Linked DNA regions of Nomascus leucogenys: region 1 is linked to region 2. Evidence: chromatin contacts called from public Hi-C data. All regions are on one chromosome and are shown on one strand. Each heading gives the region's core, a stretch centred on a gene start, on an enhancer-like site or on the middle of the called end of the contact. The rest is flanking DNA. Distances are from core to core; before and after follow the strand shown.

Evidence for each region. Hi-C and Micro-C count contacts between places; a contact is called where the count stands out from the background.
Region 1: a Hi-C map of a lymphoblastoid cell line shows a contact between it and region 2, with 3 times the contacts expected there. The contact joins the promoter of TRIM14 here to the promoter of TBC1D2 in region 2. A contact is called at or near these places in 2 of 4 Hi-C or Micro-C datasets (a lymphoblastoid cell line and an unstated tissue).

The regions. Positions count from the first base shown.
Region 1 is chr1a:36,415,967-36,422,616 of Asia_NLE_v1, forward strand. It overlaps TRIM14 (tripartite motif-containing protein 14), which reads left to right and starts at 3,964. Exons shown (of 6, transcript XM_030795620.1): 1 at 3,964-4,301. The coding sequence starts at 4,095. It overlaps CORO2A (coronin-2A), which reads left to right. Exons shown (of 12, transcript XM_003260545.4): 12 at 1-2,333.
Region 2 is chr1a:36,279,879-36,286,407 of Asia_NLE_v1, forward strand. TBC1D2 (TBC1 domain family member 2A) reads left to right here and starts at 2,722. Exons shown (of 12, transcript XM_004087009.3): 1 at 2,722-3,962.

The DNA of each region.
Region 1 (6,650 bases), core at 2,714-5,213, 140 kb after region 2:
CAGGTGGGGAAACTAAGGCCTAGAGAGAGGCAAGTGATATTTGTTTCATGGCAGGGCTGGGCTGAGATCCTGCTTTTCTGGGTCTGTCTTTTTGCTGTTTTGGGTCTGATGCAGTTCTCAGCCCTGGAGTAGAAATCTGTTGCTTTTGGCCTCAGCTGTGCCCCAGCTTACTCAGTGACCTCTTGCAAGTCCTGCCCTCTCTGGTCTGTTTCTTCATCTGAATAAGGGGTACCCTGGAACAAGCTGCTCTCTGCAGGATCTGCCACCTGAAACCTTCACCTAAGGGAAAACTACCTGTGGGGTGATCTGGGTTTGCTGCAGAAACTAACAGACACTGGCAAGGGGCCAGGTGCATTCAACCCAATTCTACAACACAAGCAGGAGGTCAAAACCCAACCTTTCCAACCAGAATCGGACTGATGTGGGTAGATGCTGTCCCTTATGGAGGGACGCACACTTCAGAGCTGTGCCCATGACTGCTGACTGCCACCACCAAGGCCCTCAGGTACACAGCCCGCCTCCTGCAGGATGACATGGGCAGATTTCAGCCCTAGTTAACAGAAGAGTCCCCCAGGAGGTAGGGGGCCCCCATCACTGGAGACATGCCAGCAGAGCCTCTGGCCACCTAACCAGGAGGTCTTCTGAAATGACTATATGAGGTAAAGAAGTAGGACCAGATGGTCCCAAAGTTCCCTTCTAGCCTGAAAGCTTTTCTTTGTCCCTCCTTAGTGAATCTGTGTTCCGAGCCCTACTCTAAAGTTCAGTGGTCAATACAATAGTCCATCAAGAGACTGGGAATGATTAGAAGTGAAATTGGTCCCTCCTTACCAAGGAGGGGCAGATGATCATTGCACAGGGCGATTCGATTCTGGAGCTGAGGTGGAGACTGCAGGAGGCCACCTATCCTGGTAGGTTTCAACCCAAGCTGTGTACATTAGAATCCCTTTGGGAGCGTGCAGGAAATACAGATGCCCAGGCCACATTCCAGACCAACTGAAGCTGAATCTCCAGAGTAGGGCCTGTATGTTCATATAAGCTCCACAGGTGATCTGCAGTACAGTGAGGATGGAAGACTGCATGTGTACCTATTTGCAATAAAGATGAAGAGGACAGCAAGCTCCAGACAGGAGCTGGGACTCAACCCAGATCTCTTAAGTCCTGGCTGGTGGCTTATTAAAAGTCCAGAAGTGTTGTCCCAAGCCCTCCCTCAACATCTCTGGGAACCGCAGCTGCAGCACAATGGGGGTTCAGTGCCCCTGTTTGCCCCTTCCCCAGCTGTGGTTTATTCTGCTTGTCTGTCTGCACAGGCCAGATGCTCATGTTCCTTGTCTTATTCTCCATTTACTCAGTCACTGGGGCTCACTCCCGTATGATGCACTAGCCAAGATTGCCTTAGTGTGCTCCAGAACAGAAGGCCAAATCCCAGGCATTGTCAGGGCAGGAGAGCTCTACAGGATAGGCTTACCTTTCCCACCTGTGTGGCTAGCACTTCACAGTTTACAAACTCCTCCCACCTCCACTCAGTGACACATGCTATTCTAACACAGGTCAGGCAGGCATTACAGTCCCCAAGTTCAGAATCAAAGACCTAGCCTCAGAGAAATGAAGAAACATCATGCCAAGGTCACTGACTGCCAAGCGGTAGAGGTGGAGTCGCATTCAGAGAGCTTCCCGGTATGCCTCTGCACAGCGCCATTCCTTGGCCAGCCCCCTCCACCCCAAGGGACCCAGACTGCACACTTACAAACAGGACACAGGTGTCTTTGAACAAACTTTTTTTTATTATTATTTTTACATCTAGAATAAATTATTTAAATTATTTCACAGCAAGGGAGAGGGATAGGTAATTTTTATCAGATATTTTTTTAAACCATCTGTTTTTTAAATTACGTTTTTGTTTATGTTCTTGAGCTGATGTAATGGAACTTGCCTAGCACATTCAGGTCCCAGCCAGTTGGCAGAGCATGCCCTCATCTCCTTATTCCATACCCTGGGCGTCCCCTTTCTGTTGACTCAGGAACTTTCTGAGAATGAGGACAGCACTAGGAGATGAGCTTTGGCGGGTATCCACCTTAACGCTACAATAATTGTGCTTCCTGGAACAAAACTTGAGATTGTATCATAGAGGGAAACAGGAAGTCAGAAATCAAATCTATGCTTTTAATTGAAACCGTGCCTGAAACAGTTTGAATGATTGTTTTAATGTTGTTTCTGAAATTCCTTGTACCTTTGTGAAAAATAATAATAATAAATAAAAGTGAAAATAAATAGATGTGGAATGTGCAATGGAAATAATATAACAAAATAATAAACATCTGGCCACTTTACTACAAGGAGCTTTCCTTTTCTTGATTCGTTCCACAAATACCAATTAACTGTCTACTGTTGGAGTCAGACACCAAGCTGGAAAACAGGCAGAACAGACAGTCTTTGCCCTCTCCAGTTTTCAGTCATGGCTGGGGGAATGGGGAGGGCCAGGATAGGGAAAGTGTAGGCTGTTCTGGAAGGAGAAGCAGGGAAGGCTTCCTGGAGGAAAAGATAGTAAGGTAGAAACCTGCAGGATAAGTTGGAATACTCAGGGCAAAGGGCATTTGGGAAGAAGAATGTTCCAAGCAGGGTAAAGTGCACGTCCCCCAGTCTTGAAAAAGCACAGTGTGGAGCATAGGCAGGGCGGGGACCAAGGATCTTAAGAAAGAGCTAAGGGCTTTACAAGTGGGAGTCGAGACTTGAGCCTGGGGGGCAATTGGAATTTGGGGTGGCGGTGTGTGTGTGAAAGTTGTCAGTACCAAAAGAGTCACTTACGTCAAAACCAAACTGAATGGTGCTCCTGTAGTCCCAGCGACTCCAGAGAATGAGGTGGGAAGATCACTTGAGCCCAAGAGTTAGAGGCTGCAGTGAGCTATGATCGCACTATTGCACTCCAGCCTGGGCAACAGAGCCAGACCCTGTCTCAAACAAACTAAATGGTGCTGGGAGACCATGAAGTGGGGGACCCTCATCGACGATTTGGCTGGTAACAGGAACTATTATTGCAAGAGATTCCACCAAACTGCAACCTTGCACAAAGAACCACAACCTTGCACAAAAGCCATGATATGAGGACATCTACCCAGCAACTGCCTGTTCAACTTTTGGACTGAAGCCACCTGTATTCTTGTAACCAAGTATTATTATTTTAAAACGATCTGGCCGGGCACGCTGGATCACGCCTGTAATCCCAGCACTTTGGGAGGCCGAGGCGGGCAGATCACGAGGTCAGAAGATCGAGACCATCCTGGCTAACACGGTGAAACCCCTTTTCTACTAAAAATACAAAAAATTAGCCGGGCATGGTGGCGGGCGCCTGTAGTTCCAGCTACTCAGGAGGCTGAGGCAGGAGTGTGGCGTGAACCCAGGAGGCGGCGCTTGCAGTGAGCAAAGATCGCGCCACTGCACTGCAGCCTGGGCTACAGAGCGAGACTCCGTCTCCAAAAAAAAAAAAAAAAAAGAAAACAAACAACACCAAAAGGTATGCAATCCTTCTCGTTTTGCCTTTAAAAGCCTCTGCTTTCCTTTGCCTCCCTGAGTACTCCGCGCCCCCACCCCTTGGGTGCCATGGCACATTTATTCCCGAATTGCAATCCTTCTGCTCAGTCAGAGATAAACTCAATTGGAGAATCTCTGTGTCCTTATTTGAGGTTGACAAAGTATCTTACAGTTGTGGGAATGGTTATCTTCCCCGGGAAAAGAGCAAGAGAGGAACAAGGTAAAGTGAGAGGAGCACCCCCGAAAGTCACAGCCAACTTTGGTCCCATCATCAGGGCTGCAGTTTTCTGGGCGTTATTGGACCAGCGTCATTAAGCAGGAAGCCCACCCTCTCCCAGCTGGCTCATTAGGAGCCTCCTATTTCTGCTGGGTCCACCTCCCGGCCTGGGCGGGCAGAGGGAGCACCCTGCTGGTCAGAGGATGCTCCGAGGCCCGACGCTGCTCCCGAGGGCCGTCATCCACCTAGCGGCCGGCCGGCCGGCCTGGAGCTGCCCCGCCCACGGCCTAGGTTTCGTTTTCCCTCGGGGGCCCCGCCCGGCGCCCCGGGGAGCCGGAGGTGGCGGAGATGAATGGCGGGCGCGGCGGCCAGGAGCCGGACCCCTGGGGAGTCGGAGCTTGTCGAGGGAGGCGGCTGGCGCTGCCCGGAGCATGGCGACCGCGTGGCTGAGCTCTTCTGTAGCCGCTGCCGCCGCTGCGTGTGCGCGCTTTGCCCGGTGCTGGGCGCGCACCGCGGCCACCCGGTGGGCCTGGCGCTGGACGCAGCGGTGCACGTGCAGGTAGGGACGATGGCGACGGGGTTCGCCGCGCGGCAGTTGGGGGAGCCAGCCCAGGCATAACGGCCGAGGAGGGGGCCGTTGGCGGGTTACAACCTGGAAACCAAAGGTGCCCCAGAGGGCGTCTAAGCGGTCGATCGAAAGTTCAGAGCGGGAGTCTGAGACCCAAGGAAGGGCAAAGGCGAGCCAAAGCCATCAGTTGAGCTGCAGAAAAGGTGGGTTTAGGAGTGAGAGGTTGGGAGCCCAGGCTGGTACCCAGATGTCCTTGACCGTGTCCACCATGGCCGATCCACTACACTGCCATTGGGCTGGAAGACAGTCTGCCTTTTAGTTAACAGAGGTACAAACTCTCCCTCTTAATAAACAGCCCTGTGTAGCTCAGAAAGCCACACAGACATCTCAGGTTTACTCAATCTGCAGTCCACAGAAAGGGCCTGTGAACCTTGAGCTGAAGACGGCCTGACTGCCCTGGGAGCAGCCTCAGCTGTCACTACCTACCTCCTCTCCCCTCCCCGGCCACACAGACACTCCCATTCCTGCTCATGGCATCCCCGGGTGAGCCATTATTATTACAGCCATTTTATAGGCCACAAGAGGAAGGCTCTGGAGGCAGGGGCAGGCCTTGAACCCAGGACTCCATTAGCCAGATGCCCCCAGCAGGGCCATTGTCACCATGGAATCCTCACCTATGCACAATCCTAACAGTGCCCAGGGGCTCTGGGGTCCTGCTCCAGCTTCCCAGCTGACTTGTTCTGCAGCTCCTCTCAAATCCTTCTCTCTCTCTGGGTTTCATGAAGCCTGGGTGAGGTAGGCCCTCCTGTCTGACAGATGTTGATCCTACCACTTGTCTCCAAGAAGTCTTCTGTAATGAACTCAGCCCCATCGTGAGCTTTTCTCTGGTACTGCATGACTCCAGACCACCACATTGTGACAACCTTGGAACTCAAAGGTGAAAAGGGGATCATGGGGGACAATCCAGTGGAGTCATGGACTCAAGACCTGTCCCTGCCATCAGACCCTTCCTTTTTTTAACATATGAAATGGATGTAATTATAATAATGGCTTCTTGAAAAACTGTTATTCAGAATTAACAAGGCTGCTTTCCACAGATCCGGCTCAAGAACCTCACCCATCCATTTGTCCATCCCCCTACCCGCTACCTACTGTCAACTTAAAGTAATAAGATTCACAAAATATGATTAAGTACAGAGTCTATCCAAGCCTAAAGCTTGAGGATGGCCAACTGGGACCATAGATTCAAATTTCTGTGACTATCCACTCTGATGAGCAGCAGTTACATATAAGTTTTTAAGGAAAAAAGAAGAAACAGTTCCTAAATTGTTTACCAAGAATGTAAATTTACATTCTTGGTAAACGTAAGCATGACATAAGCAGTTGGGCACAGTGGCTCATGCCTGTAATCCCAGCACTTTGGGAGGCTGAGGCAGGAGGATCACATGAGGCCAGGAGTTCGAGACCAGCCTGGCCAACATGGTAAAACCTCGTCTCTACTAAAAAATATGAAAATCAGCCAGGTGTGGTGATACACATCTGTAATCCCAGCTACTCGGGAGGCTGAGGCATGAGAATCACTTGAACCCAGGAGATGGAGGTTGCAATGAGCCGAGATCACGCCACTGCACTCCAGCCTGGATGACAGAGTGAGACTCTGTCTTAAATAAATAAATAAATAAATAAATAAATAAATAAATAAATAAATAAATGAAAAAGAGAATCTCTACGGCAGAACACCACCAAACCTATTCCACTGGGGAGTCAACTAAAAACATCATGAAGAAAATCCCAAGCCTTCTTTAAAAGCCAGGAATTGGCTTCTAAAACTTTTTCTACAACATTCCTTGTTGTAGCCAGGAAATAATTCAGGATTTAGTCCAAATTGTAGGAAAATAAAAACTCAAAAACAATGGCCAGGGCTGGAATCTAATAACAGGAATAACAGGTGTGCATAACAGGTGTGCTAAGATTTTCTTCTGAAACATAATTTTTCTCTCTCTAGTTCCCTGTTTTTACCAAAAATGAGTCTTGATAGGACAAATTTACTTGCAAAGTAAGTTTTAGCATTATACTTGGCCTGATAATTTGCATTATTGGGACTTTCATAAGGAATTTTGGATTCGACTTATTTTTTCTTGAGACACAGGGTCTCACTCTGTCACCCAGACTAGAGTGCAATGGCATGATCTTGGCTCACTGCAACCTCCATCTCCCAGGCTCAAGCGATCCTCCTACCTCAGCCTCCCAAGTAACTGGGACTATAGGCATGCACCACCACACCTGGCTAATTTTTTTTTTTTTGTATTATTTTTGTAGAGACGGGGTTTCACCATATTG
Region 2 (6,529 bases), core at 1,472-3,971:
GACTAGTATTCTTCAAACTGTCAGGACCATGAAAAACAAGGAAAAACAGAAATATGTCACAATGCAGAGGAGACTAAGGGAACATGATGACTAATTATGGAATCTTGAATGGGATCTTGGAACAGAAAAAGGCTATTAGTAGAAAACAGACAAAATCCAAATAAAGACTGTAGTTTTGTCAGTAGTTTTTTTTTTTTTTTTTTTGAGAGGGAGTCTCGCTCTGTTGCCCAGGCTGGAGTGCAGTGGCGTGATCTCGGCTCACTGCAAGCTCCGCCCCGGGGTTCACACCATTCTCCTGCCTCAGCCTCCCAAGTAGCTGGGAATATAGATGCCCCGCCACTACGCCCGGCTAATTTTTTTGTATATTTAGTAGAGACGGGGTTTCACCGTGTTAGCCAGGATGGTCTCAATTTCCTAACCTCGTGATCCACCTGCCTCGGCCTCCCAAAGTGCTGGGATTACAGGCGTGAGCCACTGCACCTGGCCTTGTCAATAGTTTTGTACCAGTGTTAGATGTTTATTTCTGCCAAACATACCAGGATTAAGCAAAATGTTAACATTAGGGGAAACTGGGTGCAGGGTCTACAGAAATTCTCCCATTGTCTTTGTAACTTTTTCTAAAACTATTCAAAAATAAAAAGTTTTTTTAAAGCCTATCGAGGCCAGGCATGGTGGCTCACACCTGTGATCCTAGCACTTTGGGAGGCCGAAGTGAGTGGATCACTTGAGGTCAGGAGTTCAAGACCAGCCTGGTCAACATGGTGAAACCATCTCTACTGAAAATACAAAAATTAGCCGAGCATGGTGGCCCGCCTGTAGTCCCAGCTACTAGGGAGGCTGAGGCAGGAGAATAGCTTAAACCCAGGAGGCAGAGGTTGCAGTGAGCCAATATCGCTCCAGTGCACTCCAGCCTGGGTGACAGAGCAAGACTCTGTCTCAAAAAAAAAAAAAAAAAAAAAGCTATTGAGAGTTTGATTGAAAACGTATTAACTGTATGGATTAATTTGAGGAATGTGGCATCTTTACAATATTAACTCTTCCCACTCAGGGGCATATTTGTTTTGTCTTCTATCCTACTATAAAGCAATATGGTATTCATTATGTAAGTCATTTATGTAAGGGATGTTGTCCATTATATTTTCCATTTGTTTGCTGCTGGAGACATCGATACACATATGCACAGTTTTTTAAAACAGGCCACCACTTGAGTTTTTCTGATATACGTAATATATTTGTAATTATAATTATTCTTTCAAATATTTATCATTGCCTAGCTAGAAAACCTAGAACAAATAATGTATGCTGTTTGTTTTATTAAGAGGTTTTAAAAATCAGGAATGGGGCCAGGCACTGTGGCTCATGCCTGTAACCCCAGCACTTTGGGAGGCCAAGGCGGGTGGATCACAAGGTCAGGAGATCCAGACCATCCTAGCCAACATGGTGAAACCCCGTCTCTACTAAAAATACAAAAATTAGCTGGGTATGGTGACGCCTGTATGTAATCCCAGCTACTCGGGAGGCTGAGGCAGAATGGGGATTGGAAAGCATGCCACTGCACTCCAGCTCGGGCGACAGAGCGAGACTCTGTATCAAAAAAATAAAATTTAAAAAATAGAAAAGAAACTGGCTGGGTGCGGTGGCAGGAGAATCGCTTGAATCCGGGAGGCGGAGGTTACGGTGAGCCGAGATCGCGCCATTGTACTCCAGCCTGCCCAACAAGAGCGAATCTCTGTCTCGAAAAGAAAAGAAATATTTTGTCCCACATTCTGTACTAAGAGCTTCACACATATTATTTTATTTAATTATCAAAACAACTCTAAGGGTAGACAGGTGTAGATCCAGGTTTTGTGGGGATTGGAATTAAACAGCATTAAGGGCCTTCTGATTTTAAAAAAATTACAAAATTATGAACACAAAATTAGGTATGATGATGGTTATTTAGAATGAGAAAATAAATTGTAAATTATAACAAATGAAGAGCTCTCTGGCATTTAGGAGAAATGCTCCCTGGTTGCAACTTCCCACCTGTTAGACTGCAAATCCCAGCAATCCATGCAAGTAAACATAAATTTCATTAGCTTCACCGTAAAGTTGTCTGGTGGCGGGTCGTGGGTGGGTGGGAAGAAGTGTTATCTCCATTTTTAGGTTGAGTAAATCACTCAGTATTGCAGAGTGGGAATCTGAAAATTATGCAAATAGACTCCGGAGCCCTCGCCTTTACCCCCACCCTGCTTCTTGTCAATGTCACTGAGTGTGCATGAGGGTCTCGTTAACGATGGCTGAGGGGGAGACGATGAAGTAAGAGGAAGGGCTGAAAAAAAGAGCAAGAGAAATGCGGAAAGAAGCTCCTAAAGAAAGCTGAACGGAATTGGGCTCCGCCGCCCTAATGGAGAAACGCGCCTTAGGAGGGAAGGGGAGAAGTTTAAGGGGAAACAGGTAAAATGAGGCAGAAGTTGAGCAAATTAGTCAAACCCCAAATTCTTTTATTTACAAAACAGCCTGGCGCGGTGGCTCTCGCCTGTAATTCCAGCACTTTAGGAGGCCAAGGCAGGAGAATCGCTTGAGGCCAGGAGTTCAAGACCCCCCTCTCTGCAAAAAACAATTTAAAAATTAGCCGGGTGTGGTGGCGCGCAGTTGCGGTCTCAGCTACTCGGGAGACTGAGGCGGGAGGATGGCTTGAGCCCGGGAGGCGGAGACTGCAGTGAGCTCTGATCGCGCCACTGCACTCCAGCCTGGGTGACAGAGCCAGACCGTCTCTAAAAATAATAATAGCAATAACAAAATAAAAATAAACAAATGTTCTGCACCCAACTACGCCCCAGGAGTGGCACTGTGTTTCCGCAGCGGCCGCGCCTGGGCGCCCCAAGCAACACAACCAGCGCTGTCAGGAGGCGAACAGGAGCCAGGACAGAGAGCTGGGGAGGCCACCGCGGTCAGGCGAGGGATAAGAAGGCCGTCCGCGGCGTCATTGACGGGGCTGAAGGGACACCAGGGAGAAGAGTGGCAGGCAGCTCCGGAGCCGCGCTGTCCGGGCGACGCCGGAAGAAGGGCCTCCCAGCGGTGTTCCTTTCAGCCAATGGCCGTGAGATGCGCCGTCCGACGGTGCCCCGCGCGGCACAGGGAGGGAACAAGCAGCCCATCGGGTGCAATAAAGCACCATCTTTCTAGGTGACTATGCGAACTACCAGGGAAGTGTAGCCAGGGACAGGCTTCTCTGCCCGCGGTTAACCTAACTCAGTGCCACCACGCCTTTAACCTGAAGCCAGGGAGCACGGCTGCCCTCAGTAAAGATGGCTGACTGGCGCGGAGAAAAAGCCGGAAACAGCCGGGTCTTGCGGGGAGCCGACTGAGCGCTGCGGGGGCGTGGCCCGGCGGTGGAGGGGCGTGGCCAGCCGCTGTAACCCGGGTTTGCGGTCTTTGAGGCGCGCGCACCGCGCCCAGTCCCGACCCTGTGGCTTCCTGGGGGCGGGTCCGCCGTCGGCCCCGCCCTCGCCCAGGTGTCTCCCTTTGGGAAGCTGCCCGCCGAGTCTCCGAGATTTGTCCGTGGTGGTCCCGGGGACCCCTCGTCCCTCCGCGATCTCCGGCTGGCAGCGATGGAGGGCGCCGGGGAGAACGCCCCGGAGTCCAGCTCCTCTGCCCCTGGGTCCGAAGAGTCTGCCAGGGATCCACAGGTGCCGCCTCCGGAGGAAGAATCGGGGGACTGCGCCCGGTCCCTGGAGGCGGTCCCCAAGAAACTCTGTGGGTATTTAAGTAAGTTCGGCGGCAAAGGGCCCATCCGGGGCTGGAAATCCCGCTGGTTCTTCTACGACGAAAGGAAATGTCAGCTGTATTACTCGCGGACCGCGCAGGATGCTAATCCCTTGGACAGCATCGACCTCTCCAGTGCAGTGTTTGACTGCAAGGCGGACGCTGAGGAGGGGATCTTCGAAATCAAGACTCCCAGCCGGGTTATTACCCTGAAGGTAAATTCCTGGAACGACTTTCTCCTTTCCAGCGGCGTGAGGTCCCCTTTTCGCAGGGCAAGGCTGGGCGCGAGTGTGAGGTGGACACAGTAAATTGACTGGAACTGTCGTCACCGACGTGTTCCAAGAACTTTGTGCTTTGCAAAGTGCATTCCCACCCATTTCCTCATTGGGTTCCCAAAAGGCAGGGAAGACAGACCCATTTTACGGATCAAGAAACTTAGAGGGAGATGAAAGGACTGGCCCGAGATCCATGCGTCTAGAGAGTAGGGTAGCTCGGAATCCCATAGTCTTTCTACCTCTCAGTGCTGAATAAAAACTTTTACTTTTGGGTGTGCCTGACAGTGCAGTTACCTTAACTTTCTCACCTGGGACCTAAGTAAGTCAAAATATGGTCTTTGAAATCCTCTCTCAAGGCCAGGATTCTGATTCCCGTTTCTTGATGTTTTGGCCGAGGTCAGTGAATGCTGAGAAGAGACTGGCAGGGATTAGGAAAATAAACACTTAGGTTTCACTGATCAGCCTAGATTGTTCATCTAGGCTTGCCTAAACCTGTTTTCCTATCAGCAGCAAGGGGTAGGTTTTGTTTTGTCATCGTGTTTAACTGAGAAAGCCTAAAGCAGTAGAAAGGCTACATTCTTTGAAATCAGACGGGCTTGGATGCAAATTGTACATTTGCTACTTATTAGCTGTATGACCCTGGACAAGTTACTTAACCTTTCAGAACCTAGGTGGTTTGTAAGCATTTGACACATCACAGGCATGTACAAATTGTTGAATTAATTTCATCACCTAGAATACAGCCTGGTACCTAGTGGGGTACTTAATAATTTTTTGTTGCATAAGCACACATGCACACACAAGGTGATGGAACCAAGGTCAGGGTGCTAATGTCAAGAGGAGGTGTCCTATAACTTAATTGGAAAGACAGATCTGGGCTAAGTGTTCTATGGGCCTCAGAGAAGAATGTGCCAGGAGATAGCCTTCCCCACCCCATCCCCATCTTTCCACCCCTCCAACCCAACCTTCAGCTAAGTGGGTATCTGTGGATGCCCACGTGTTCAGTTCTCCTTTACTGACTGGAGTTGGCGGGTGACCAAGCTGGGGGACTTGGTTAAAATAATGAAACTCAGGAATCCCTGGCCAGCGAAGGCATTTTCGAGGTCATGTGGTTCCTCGGTCTATGTGTCTCTTCCACAGGTTGACTGCTGTATGCAGGGTCTTCAACACATGGTCTTTACAATAGTATTCCATTGTTCCTGGCTGTGCGCTTGGCTCTGGGGTGTGGAGCTAATGCACCCCCGCCCCTGGTTCTCAGACAGCTTAAAGTCTGGTGGGAGATACTGACGGAGAACCTGCATGCACCCTAAAATGTTCTGTAGAGACACTGTGATAAGTCTGTGCAAGAAGGTGTGGTGACAGGAGGAGTCAGTTCCACCAAGTGGAAGGGGCTAGCCAGAAAGGCATATGGAGGAGGGACACACCCAAGGCTTGAAAGAAGAAATAGGTGGCAAGCAGACAAGAGGGAGAAAGGTATTCCAGATTAAGAGGGCACCGTGAGCAAAAGTAGGAAACCATGATACAGCCCTGAGTGTCCAGGCAAATCACATGAGCCAGAAAAACAGAGAGGCCCAAAGGATGGAGTTGAAGAGCAGAGGCCCGAGGGTGGGGAATTGGCAAATTAGGCCAAGTAGCAAAAGCCCAGTCTGACTATTGGATAGAGAAGAAACTAGGGGAAGGGCAAGGCTGGTACTCAGGGAGCACATCAGAAGGTGATCAGGAGAGAGTGACAGCTGAACTAGAGCTGTGGCTGTGGGGAAGGGGACAATGGAGGTGTCTCGGGATAGTAGGGAAGTAGAATGAGGGAGATGTCAGGAGTGGCTGGAGTAACTGGCTGACTGCCTGGTTGGGTCAGTCACTGACAGGAGGGAACTCAGGATGAGGAGCCCATGGAACATCCAGGTACATGTCCCCTGCAGGAGACTCTCAAGTTCCAAGGGGACAGGGACCATGTGTGTTGGCTCACCCCTGTATTCAGTGCCTAGCACTATCTCTGACACATATGTCAATGCTCAGTATACCCTTGTCAAATGAATTAATAAAATGGGGTATTTGGGTTTGGCTAGAGCTCATCAGCATTAAGGTCACGAGGAAGACCTGGGAGGTGCTGCGGTCTCTCTGGGAGAGTGTATGGAAAGAGAACACTGGTGGGCATCATTTATCTTATTGATACCTGTGTGACAGCCTGAGGGTCTCTTTCACAGACTCCCCCTGGCATAGTGCACACCAGTGAACCCCTGAGACAGGGAGTCTGCCTCTGTTGCCATGTAGCCTGCTGCTGTTCTCATGCGGCCTTGATTGCAGGCAGCTCTGTGAGAATCCCCATCCATGCCCAGTGAGCTGTTCATCTTCTGCAGTCCACCTCAGCTGATCTCAGGCCTTCTTTATGAAGCCACTAATCTCCTGGCCATAAAATCCAACTTATAGACCAGGGTTCTGGGACCAGCTCTACCACCACATGCCTGGGTGACTTCAGAGGTTTAGTTTCTCCATCTGTAGAAAGGGCT